Linked DNA regions of Mus musculus: regions 1, 2 and 4 are each linked to region 3. The links are chromatin contacts, called in public Hi-C and promoter capture Hi-C maps. All regions are on one chromosome and are shown on one strand. Each heading gives the region's core, a stretch centred on a gene start, on an enhancer-like site or on the middle of the called end of the contact. The rest is flanking DNA. Distances are from core to core; before and after follow the strand shown.

Evidence for each region. Promoter capture Hi-C pulls out the DNA fragments that hold promoters and counts their contacts. Hi-C and Micro-C count contacts between places; a contact is called where the count stands out from the background.
Region 1: a promoter capture Hi-C map of the SN4741 cell line shows a contact between it and region 3, with 3 times the contacts expected there. The contact joins the promoter of Ddah1 here to the enhancer-like site in region 3. A contact is called at or near these places in 7 of 39 promoter capture datasets (the 3T3-L1 cell line, the C10 cell line, the SN4741 cell line and 4 more) and 1 of 9 other capture datasets (embryonic stem cells).
Region 2: a Hi-C map of the N1E-115 cell line shows a contact between it and region 3, with 5 times the contacts expected there. The contact joins two enhancer-like sites. A contact is called at or near these places in 7 of 484 Hi-C or Micro-C datasets (the Ba/F3 cell line, the HL-1 cell line, the N1E-115 cell line and 4 more).
Region 4: a contact with region 3 is called in a Hi-C map of myocytes, with 3 times the contacts expected there. The contact joins two enhancer-like sites. A contact is called at or near these places in 4 of 39 promoter capture datasets (the C10 cell line, hippocampal neurons, pre-B cells and 1 more), 2 of 15 datasets of contacts at CTCF or cohesin (both in embryonic stem cells), 102 of 484 Hi-C or Micro-C datasets (the AML12 cell line, B cells, the BV-2 cell line and 51 more) and 5 of 115 datasets of contacts at active chromatin or transcription factors (embryonic basal ganglia, embryonic stem cells, epiblast stem cells and 2 more).

The regions. Positions count from the first base shown.
Region 1 is chr3:145,757,432-145,760,131 of GRCm38.p6, forward strand. It overlaps Ddah1 (dimethylarginine dimethylaminohydrolase 1), which reads left to right and starts at 1,261. Exons shown (of 6, transcript NM_026993.3): 1 at 1,261-1,733. The coding sequence starts at 1,431.
Region 2 is chr3:145,728,954-145,731,653 of GRCm38.p6, forward strand. No RefSeq gene overlaps it. Among named protein-coding and RNA genes, the nearest start is that of Ddah1, 28 kb to the right of the region's middle. Within about 2 kb of position 1,373, at least 65 of the 459 cell types and tissues checked have an H3K27ac peak or open chromatin away from gene starts, as enhancers often do. A contact at or near this core is called in the HL-1 cell line, the N1E-115 cell line and myocytes, where this site is marked.
Region 3 is chr3:145,419,315-145,422,033 of GRCm38.p6, forward strand. The region is part of intron 24 of Col24a1 (collagen, type XXIV, alpha 1); the gene reads left to right. Among named protein-coding and RNA genes, the nearest start is that of Gm35133, 29 kb to the left of the region's middle. Within about 2 kb of position 1,422, at least 41 of the 459 cell types and tissues checked have an H3K27ac peak or open chromatin away from gene starts, as enhancers often do. A contact at or near this core is called in the HL-1 cell line, the N1E-115 cell line, the SN4741 cell line and 2 more, where this site is marked.
Region 4 is chr3:145,898,746-145,901,445 of GRCm38.p6, forward strand. No RefSeq gene overlaps it. Among named protein-coding and RNA genes, the nearest start is that of Gm35187, 9.4 kb to the left of the region's middle. Within about 2 kb of position 1,351, at least 16 of the 459 cell types and tissues checked have an H3K27ac peak or open chromatin away from gene starts, as enhancers often do. A contact at or near this core is called in muscle stem cells and myocytes, where this site is marked.

The sequences.
Region 1 (2,700 bases), core at 11-2,510, 340 kb after region 3:
GGTGGGGGGTGGGGGGGGCAGAGTTCTATTGTGGGAACAAAATGCTAGCTCCTTGCTTCTAGCAGGCTCTGGAAATAAACACATTGGAATCACATTTTCTTCAGAACTGATTGCACTGAGAAAAGTATTCTAGGGTCAATCTTTGTTACCTGAGCTTTAGGGCAAAAGCTCTGGGCGTCCCCGGGGACTAAGCTCTAGCACCAGTCCTCAAAAGAAGCGTGTTGGTGAAGAGCAGATAAAGACTTCATCCACGTGGCTTCATTACGGGGTTCGGAGACTCCCAAGTCCATCTTTGGAGTCCTGATGAGAATGTTAGCGAGAGGAAGTGGGGGGTGGGGGGGCGAGGGTTTTGCCAATCCCACTGCCCTGGTGAGATACAGCTGGGTTCTTGCAGTCTTCGTTGTTTAAGGTAGTTGTGGGGACTGGATGAGGTGGTTGATCCTTCTCGGAATGGATGCTGTAAGCTCATCAGGGGTGAAATGTCGCCCAAGGTCTGTTGTGACCACAGGTTTATTAAAACAGTGACTTTGAAGTGTATCTTGGGAAGCCTGGAATAGGACATTGTTAAAGCCCACAGTACCATCCCTCACCCTATCTCTGTGCCTTCAGCCTCGAATGGGGATGAGATAGGGTAGGTATGTGTGCTGGTTTCTAGATAAACACTCCTTTATTGAATGACAAGCCTAGTGCAGTTAAAGAAAAACGGAGAAAACAAGAAGAGGCATTCTTCCCACTTTAAATTGCCTTGTGGGCTTGAAGTATCACTGTTCCTAGATACTTATTGTAACTGTGTGTCTGTCTTTTGGGTTACTTTCTCCTGGGTGGGAAGAAATGCATTCTTTATACTATACTGAGTTTCACGTGGGGCAGTTGGTCAATTTGGAGAAAGTCGAGGTAATTTGGGTGAAGACAGGCTGCCACGCTGAGAACCGAGGTTCCACGTGCTGGATAAAAAGAGAAGAAGAGAAAGGGAAAGTTTATCCATAAACAATCGCCCTTCACCTGGTCCCCTGACCGTGAAGTCTTCTCCAGCAGGTCCAGTTCAGCACTGCCTAATTTCCAGGTCCTCATGGGGACCATGTGAGGCGTGCACCTGCGGTGGGATACACACACCACGGAGGGAGTCATTGCTGATTAAGTCCCTGGCCTCCGCATCCCGATTGACCCAGGCCGGTCTGCGGCAGATGCGGAGAGCATAGGAATAGGCCCGCGGGCGCTGGGCCGGCGCCCGGAGCTCTGGGCATGCTCAGTGGCGCGGGCAGGGCTCCGGGCGCGAGCCGGGCTCCCGCAGCAGCACATTCATCGGCTGCCAAGAGGAGCCGCCGGGCGCTCGCAGGCTCGCAGGCTCGCAGGCTGGGCGCGCGCTGCTCTCGGGAGGACCGAGCCACCGACTCAAACCCAGCCACCGTCGCCTCCTCTCCGCGCGAACCATGGCCGGCCTCGGCCACCCCTCCGCCTTCGGCCGGGCCACCCACGCCGTGGTGCGGGCTCCGCCCGAGTCCCTGTGCCGCCACGCGCTGAGGCGCTCGCAGGGCGAGGAGGTGGATTTCGCTCGCGCCGAGCGCCAGCACGAGCTCTACGTGGGCGTGCTGGGCAGCAAGCTGGGGCTGCAGGTGGTGCAGCTGCCCGCCGACGAGAGCCTGCCCGACTGCGTGTTCGTGGAGGACGTGGCCGTCGTGTGCGAGGAGACGGCCCTCATCACCCGCCCCGGGGCGCCCAGCCGCAGGAAGGAGGTAACGGGCCAGCCCCCGGGCAGACGACGCGAGGGGCGCGGCCGAGGGGGGACGCTCGTGGAACTGACCCCGCGGGCTCAGTTCCCAACTTCCCACCGCCGGACTCCGGGCGGCGTGGCTGGGTGTGGGAAATCCGAGCCAGATAACTTCATTGTTCACACCTCCTCGCAGTCGGGGAGCCTTTGAGTCGATCTCAGTTGGAGTGTAGTGACGAGGACTTGGGCAGGTGGCTGGGCTGGAGACCCAGAGCGCCAGAGGTTCTATCTTGCAAATTACACAGCGCTGAGGACAATGCTACTCTTGTTTCCTTGCCAGTGAGGACAGAGAAGGGTCCTCCCGGAGGGCAGGTGGAGGCTTGGGGGGGGGGGGTCCCCAAGTCCTGCAGGGATTCCTTTGGGGGAGCTCCTGGCAGGGCGGACCAGGTGACACCAGGCAGAGACTATGCCCAGAGACCCAAGGAATTCAAGTTACTTTTCAGTGGTGGCGAGTGAGTCTTGAAGAACTGGCAAGCGAATGTGTTCAGCGTTTTGTTAGTGAGCTGTGTTTAAATGTGTTTGTGAATGGGCCGGGTTTGAAAAGCTGTGCTTGCTGCGGGGTGCTCCGTTTCATTAGCAATGGGAGGTTTTTTGGTTTTTGTTTTTGTTTTTTTAATAAGTTCTGTCATTTTAATCTCTCTCTCCCCTCTCTCTCTGCAATTAAGACTGCTTTTTGTTTTCTTCAAGGGGCCAACACATTATCGTATCTTGTAGAAATGGCTGTAACTGCTTTAAAAATAATGTAGGTTAGTGGGAGAGAGGCACAGACACACGAGTTTAGATTTTAAAATGCCATCTGGCCTGGGATTTTTCTGACTGCCAGAGAAGAGCCCAGCCTTAAGATTCTCCCACACTCTTGGCATCCAGCAGTGTGACACGATGCAGGTGGTTTTTTTCCTATCTGAGGGGTTTTCTTCCTTGTTTTTGTTTGT
Region 2 (2,700 bases), core at 123-2,622, 310 kb after region 3:
ACTTCCCTCCCACCAGAGGGTATAAGATTTGACATTTCTCAAGTCCCTGGTGTAAGACGGTGCACGTTTGCAGTAACCCTCCACCTTCCTGTAAGTTTCCATTGACTTTTATAACTACTACACTCAATAGGATGCAACATTATACACATATTATTATGTGCTCTTCAGAGAATTTTGACAAGAAAAAACTCTGTACATTTTCAACATTTCCCTTGAATTAAAAAAATTACTATCATGTGCACACGACATGCTTGTGGGGGCACACGCCACAGTATGAGTATAAGTATATAAGCGTTTTGCCTTCAGGTATGTCTGCTGTGGGCCACGTGTGTGCCTGGGGCCCATGGAGATGGTGGATACCCTGGAACTGAAGCTACAAACAAGTGGGAGGTGGAGAGTGAACCCAGGTCTTTAGCAAGAACAGCAAATGCTATTAACTGCTGAGCCATCTCTCTAGCTTCCCCACATCCAGTTTTACTTATTTTTTTAAAATCAAGCACGACTTAAGGGTCTGTGCTTGTATTTACAAACACCACCAGCAGCTTTAGCACACAAAAAGCCACTCTTCCCTAGGTTGTCAAGAGTTAGCATGGATGACTTTGTAGCTCCCACCCCATCCACCCCTTCATAGACCAACTTATTCATTCTTTGGGAGAGATGACCCAGAGAACTACAAAGACAAATGCAGATGAGGTGGGTGTGTGACTGAAGAACAGGAAGTCCGCTGTTACTGTGAGTAACCCAGAGTATTTGCCACAACTTGTCCAGAAGACGGTAGCTCTGTCTACAACAGGACTCCTCTCCTTTCTCTGGCTGCCCTCTGCTGGCACTGCTAGCCAGTGAGATAGTGACCCAAGCTGGGCATGTGGGAAGATGACTTGCTGCTTTGATGGACAGCTGGTTGAATCGCTTCAATTTGTGGGTCTACTGCATGGATCATCTGAACTTCCCTTTGCTGGGCCTTCGCCTGGGCAGCATTGACCTCCCAAGAGGCCTGGGCTGTTCTAGGAGCAGACATCAGTCTGCTCATCTGTGTGAGATGGACCAAATGGCCTTGTGTTTCCTCTTTGTCTTTTGCTTCTTTCATCTCCAGAGCCATCCCACGATGGCCAGCAGCTGAGCCAGGTCCTTCCCCTGCCAATCACAAATACCCTTCCCTGTTCACCAGTCCCTGGGAGCCTTCACCCACTCCATCAGTGAAAGGTATTTACAAGGGTCTGGGAAGCCTGACAATCTGCTAATGCAATGCTGGAGATAGCCCGAAAGAAACTCTAGGCTGGTTTCCTGTTTCCAAGGACAGCAGGATGTGTCAGCTGCTGGAGCAGCCGATGCCCTTGGAGAGGAGAGAAACTAGAGAGTGTGACCAGTCGGTGACCTCACCCTCCTGCTGTCCCAGGGGTGTGGACAGGTTTCTGCTCCTGGTGGCTAAATGTCAGTAAAAGGGGATGAAAAATGTGATTGTTTTCCTTTAAGAAATATTAAAAGGAGAGTGGTGTCTGGGAAGTAGAACCATTAGTGGAATCTATTCCAGTATTATGGTTAATTAATTTAGGGGGCTTTAATGCTATTTCATTATGCAGCCTTTGAGAGCTTTCTGGTAAATGCCTATCCCATAAATACTAACATGACTTCATATGTATAATTTCCCTTCAGAAGAGTGAGGGTGAATTATGACCTAGGAACTAATTTGCACACAGCTCTACCCAGACAATACAAAGATGCCTCTTGATGAACACCGTTCACTGCGTTTGGAAGCTCGGGAAAACACTCGGACAGGCCATCTACATTTTAAGGCCACGGTTGTCAGTCTGGTTGCGTCCCAAAGCAAAACACTTGGCCACCAGTTTCACCTTGCTAGGAACTAAAGAGCTGCCTTCTGTACTTTATGCTGATATTAAATAGTAAGCATTGAACTGTTGGAAGAAACAGCTCCGTGCACAGATAAATCGTTCCTCTAAGATGGCTGTGTTTCAGTGCATTATGTTCAGTCCTATTTATCCATGCCTCACATTTAATCAGCCAATTTTCTATTTATGAAATACGTATATAGGTTCCTTAGCTCTGCTCAGGTACAATACAGTCCAAGCACCAGCCCACACGTTCAAAGTCCCCGCCTTATGAACAGCCTCTTTTGGAATGTCAGAATTTTTAAAAGAAAATATTTGGATTTCATCATTTAGAAGGTGTGCTGTATTTGTTCAATATTATAGCAGTCTGTGATGTTATTGAAAAATATTTGTTTTGCCAGTTTGACAGCTTTCTAACAGAGCTCTTGGGTTTAGTTTTGTTTATAGTTCTGTGCTTCAATAGCTGGCTTGGGATTAAGTGGATGTCTGTGTTTTTGTCGAGAGTTTATTAATTGGTTGCCTCTGAAAAATATTTTAAGCGGAAAGTCATTCCCAAACAGCAGCGGTAGGAAGCAGCATTGCTGAGCTAACTGTAAGCCGTGTTCTCTGGTCATTCTCTCAGTGGACATACATTTAACACACGCTGGCTGACACTGACTTAGCCACAGGTGACGGGGCGCAGAGGTCTCCTCCAGAGCACATGTTGGAAGTCAGTTGTCCCTGGAACAGTATGGAAAGGCAGGGCCATCAAGAGATGATTCTGTTATTGGAGCAGAGCCGTCACAAATCGATCGAATGACAGTGCCTTCAAAGGGAAGGCTTAGTTACAGTAAGAGGAGATTCCTAACCAAGA
Region 3 (2,719 bases), core at 172-2,671:
AACTCATCTTAGTTGGGAATTTAAGCTTCTCTGCAGTTTGGTCAGTATGGTAAAAAAAAAAAAAAAAAAATCAGGAACTGAATATAGTTTGCCACTAAAAGAGATAATTGCCCAACCATTTCATTAATGAGCTCTGGGTAACATATGGCCCACCAGGGGGTTAAGTGGCCAGTCTTTCTCATTGTACTCTCATCAGGCCTGGATGTAAGTCTGTCGCTGAGGCCTTAACCCGGAAGTACTGATTTAAAAAGCAATGAGTCTTAGCTTTAGAGGAGGGTGGGTGGTTTGCACGTGTGTTCCCCCACCTCTGCTTTATTTGCGTTGTTCACTGACTTAGTCAAAATATATTTATTATCTTCTGTAGTCCAGGAATTATGCTGAACGTAAGAGATGGAGATGCTCTATAGAACATTCAGACTGATAAACTTAAAGCCACGTCTTCCTGAACAGTGATGGAGTTAGAAAACGTAGTAGCCAGGCTTCTATATCACTGTGGACAGATGCCTGAAAGAAATATTTAAGAGAGTGAAGTCTCATTTTGGCTCATGGTATAAAAAGGCTGAACCCATATATTTGTGCCGAACATCGGGGCAATGGAGGTGTTTTCTGGGGCTGTTCTTGATCACTTGGTAGACAGCAGGCAGAGAAGGCAGAGGGCAGGAGGAGGCCAGAGAAAAGCCCATCCCTCAATGCTTCCTCGGGGGCCTTCCTCCAACTAGATCTCATATCCAAGTAATACAGGCATATTATGAATCTATCAAGTGATGGTCTATGTTATTGATGAGGTAAAAGCCTTCATGATCCAGAAAAGTCTTCACAAATACACCCACAGATGTGCTCTTTTTTAATTTCCCAGATGTTTCTGAATTTCTTCAAGTCACTCATCACACACAAAAAGCTCCTTGCTCCAACCCATGCTGTCAAAGGAATAACTTCTGAGACTATAGATTTCATTTGAAAATGTAAATGAATGATCCAAAGATTGTGAATTAACAAATAATCAGAAAGGTTTCAGGTATAAGCCTTAAAATTACCCTTAAATAAAAAAAAAACTGAAGGAAAATTGTCGAAAACAAAAATAATAGACATCATTCATCCTTTGCCAATTGACTTTCTCTGCATAGTAAATCTGAAAATTTTCCTTATCTTTTCCTCTCTCCACATGCATACTCTCTAGGGTTGACTCTTAGTTGAGGCTTTTTTCCTGATGGTCTGTAAATTCCTTGGCCCTAAGCCCACATTTTCATCTGTACACTAAACATTCCTACCAGAAGCCCTCACTGGTGCTTCCTCTTTGTCATATTTTAAAAAGGAATTCTTGTGGCTGGGGAGATGGCTCAGCAGTTAAGAGCACTGGCTCTTCTTCCAGAGGATCAAGATGGAGTAATCCCCAGCACAGACACGGTGGCTCACAACTGTCTATGACTCAGTTCCGGGGATCTGAAAGCCTCCTCTGGCCTCTGCAGCCACAAGGAATGTACATAGTGCACAGTTATACATTCAGGCAAAACACCCACACATAAAAACAAACAAGCAGATAAATAAGTAAGGGATTCTTGGACTGTGGAGATGGCTGAGTTGGTAAAGTCCTGGTCCCACAAGGAGAAAGACCTGTGTTTGGATCTCAAACAGGCAACACAGAAAGGGGCAGGTGCAGTAGAGCATGTCTTTAGCCTTAGCTCTGATAGGAAGGAAATGAAATTCCCCAGAGCCGTTTGGCCAGCCAATTTAACCAATCAGTGACCACCATGTGTCTCATAAGCAAAGGTAGAGGGAAAGAAAGGAAAACACCAAGCCCCAACCTCTTGCCTCTACATTCACATGGACATGAGTCCCTGCATATACACTTGCGTGTGCGTGTGCACACACGAAAGAAAGGAAGAAAGAAAGAAAGAAAGAAAGAAAGAAAGAAAGAAAGAAAGAAAGAAAGAAAGAAAGAAAGAGAGGGGGGAGGAAGAAAAGAAGGGAAGAGAAGAGAAGAAAAGAGAGGAGAGGAGAGGAGAGGAGAGGAGAGGAGAGGAGAGGAGAGGAGAGGAGAGGAGAGGAGAGGAGAGGAGAGAAGAGAAGAGAAGAGAAGAGAAGAGAAGAGAAGAGAAGAGAAGAGAAGAGAAGAGAAGAGAAGAGAAGAGAAGAGAAGAGAGAGAAGAGAAGAGAAGAGAAGAGAAGAGAAGAGAAGAGAAGAGAAGAGAAGAGAAGAGAAGAGAAGAGAAGAGAAGAAGAGAAGAGAAGAAAGAGAAGAGAGAAAAGAAAAGAAAAGAAGAGAAAAGAAAAGAAAAGAAAAAACAGTAATCTACAGTAATTCCTCAGCTAGATGGCATGTTCTTTCTTATCTGCCCCTGGACAACTTATTGTGTGGCCATCTTCTTAGAAAATGGCGTGACTGTGAAGACATAGTGCAGGGAAACAGATCCTGTGAGAACACCTGTCTCATTTAGTGCTTGAAAATGGAGATTTTTTTTTTTCATGTGTGGCTTAACCTTTGCTCCTCCAGTCACCAAAAGTCCATATCACATTGATATACAAAGTTGTCGCTTGAAACAAAGTTAAAAAATATCAGTGGTTTTCTACAGTGGGTAAAGTCTACACTTGTCATGATGAGATAGCTTCGATCCTTTGTGTAGCTTTGTAAGGAAAGCAAAACCCACTGATAGAAAATAGTGTAGCTAAGAGTAAATCAAATGCAACTGAATGGAGTTCTACACTGTGTGTTGTAGTAAAA
Region 4 (2,700 bases), core at 101-2,600, 480 kb after region 3:
TCACCCTTTGGCTGATGTTAGTTTTGACCCTATGGCTATATATTAAGCCTCTAGAACTCAATCATCACATGTATCTGAACTTTGTACCTCTTAACCCACATCCTCAACTGGTCCATTAACCATTTCTCTTGAAACATAAAGTTATGTACCTCTACATGGACAAAGAAGCTTATTGATTGAAATTTGATAAACCCTAAGAGGCAAGTTCCCCCCAAATACAATCAGAATACTACATGCTAGGTGTTGAAACACCCTGTATCCCAGCAAAGTACAATAACTGCTTATTCTACATGGATTCCACAGAAAAGCTCTGACAGCAAACAAGTTCTATTCCAAGCAAGAGCTCAGCTCTGTAGAAATGTTAGTTTTATTACTTCTGGAAGGAACTTGTGGAACAAACACTGATTCACGCACCCAACAGAGGCTCAAAATTCCAGGACAGGATGTGAACAAAGTCATCTATTTTGTTGACTGGGGACCCAGATGAGTGTGTGAAGTTCCCTAGGACTAATACTAGGAGAGAAACACCAGGCCCCCCCCTCTCTCTCTCGTGTTTTCTTTCAGCCTAAAAAATAATGGGAAGACAGAAGCTGTTACCAGGGCTAGATGGCAATGGGAGCCGAGTGCCATCTCTCCCACTTGTAACCCCAGCACCCAGGAACTGGGGGCAGAAGATCACCATGAGTCCCAGGCCAGCCTGGGCATCACAATTAGAGCCCGTCTCTTAAATAAATTAATTTAAAAGTTAATGATAAACAGGGTAAAACTTTAGAGAGGATTCCAGCAGGAAACAGAATTCACTGACACTTGGAAGAGAGCAGAGCCAACAGCTCATTCAGAGGCCTCAATGCTAAACCTCCATGCAGGGGCTGAGTGAGACGCCGCAAACCCAGCCGTCACAACACTCCTTGGCTCACCGGGGCTAGGATGGCAGATTGTGCCTCTAAGACTAAGACAAGAAGGTGCGTCTGGAACTTGCCAGAGCAGGCCCCAAGCTGAGAAGACACACATCAGTCCCTTTCTTGTTTCGCTCTGATCTGCTGCTGACCCGTTGGCTTGGAGATGCTTCTGATGGGGCCCAGGTGAGGATTCACAAGGTCAGCGTCCCCCAACAAGGAGCTGGCTGAGATACCCAGGAGGGAGCTGGAGAGGTCAGAGTATATCTGCACAGAGCCCGTGGTGAAGAGTTACAGCAGGTCAGAGAGGGGTGGGGGTGGGGTGGCGCAATGCCAGTGCTGTCTCACAGAGCTGGCATTTAAATCCTAATTCCTGGCACATTTCTGAGCTGGAGGCATGTGCTGTGGCCAGGCTCTCCTTCACTCAGTATCAGAAAATTATTGGATCCAAATCAGCCGCAGGCGGCCTCGGAGTGAAAGATCATCACGTCCCAGACCTGCCGGTCCAGGCCCTCTTTAATAGACACTGTGTTGATTCTAAACTTAGACACACCATGTGAGCACTTGGTCCCAAACATCAAGTTGCCATTTTGCAGCTGTTCCCGGGACTTTCTGGTCACACAATGTTGTTTAAAATTCTGACCTTCTGTGTTGACATCTAGCCCTAGATGTTTGCATTTTATTTGGTCATATTGCTCACGGGGATAATAGTTTAAGATCAGTGAGGTTCCTATCGTTGGGGTGTTCATGGACCATGAGCAAGAGTGGTGTGGTGGCAGAGAGACTGTTCCAGCCAGCAACCCTGGGAACGGACAGCATGGACAGCAGGGTAGGTAAGGTGTTCCTTTACCACCCAAGAGTCTACAATTAGGCTCCGGGTGGCTTTCCATTCCACTCTATCACCTCGGACTCACAGTCAGACACACACGGTCTTCATGTAGCAGATGACAATACTGAGGCCTCCACACTCAGTTTGCATTATAAGAATCTGCTTCTGATGGGGAAATGGTGAGAACTGCTTCCAAAGAGGACACCACACTTGAGTCACTCATCGTGGTCATGGATTGGATACAGCATGTGTTCCTTCAGCTCTACAGGGCTTGCCTAGTGTGTTCAGCCCTGGGTTTGACCTTCAGTGAAGAAAGGAGGGGATGGAGGGAAGGAAGAAGAGAGGGAAGAGAGAGGGCAGGAAAGGGAAAAAGGAAGGAAGGAAGAAAGGAAGGGAGGGAGGGAGGAAGGAAGGAAGGAAGGAAGGAAGGAAGGAAGGAAGGAAGGAAGGAAGGAAGGAAGGAAGGAAGGCAGGCAAGCAGGCAGGCTAATTCGGTGAGGTCTGTAGGCAAGTGTGGTATTTGAACCAACACCACACCCTTCCCCCCCCACTCTCAGTTCATGCGACAGAACCCCAGTGCCACATGACAGAGTAAGGAACAGGGCTCTCTTGGGACCTCACAGCTCCCCAGGTGAGGTTTGCCTTCCAGAGGAAGGGCAGGACATGAGTGTCCCTCACGCTGGCCCAGCACATCTGATGCTGAGGGGTGAGTGTGCTCCAAAGATGAGGGTCCACGCAACCCCTTCTGTGGGACGGAGGCTGCTCTTTGAGAGGACGGCTCCTGTAAGAGAACTGACACATCCCTGAGTGACCCTCCCTGCTGGCAAGCTAAAGATCCTTGAGTCTACGGATGGATGCCCTTAGTCCTCAGCAACCAAGCAAAAGTGTCAGAGAAAAATGGACAGTTCTTCCTGGCCCACCCCATCCAGAGAGATGCCTCCGACATGTTGTCTAGCAGGAGAATCAGGAGAGGAA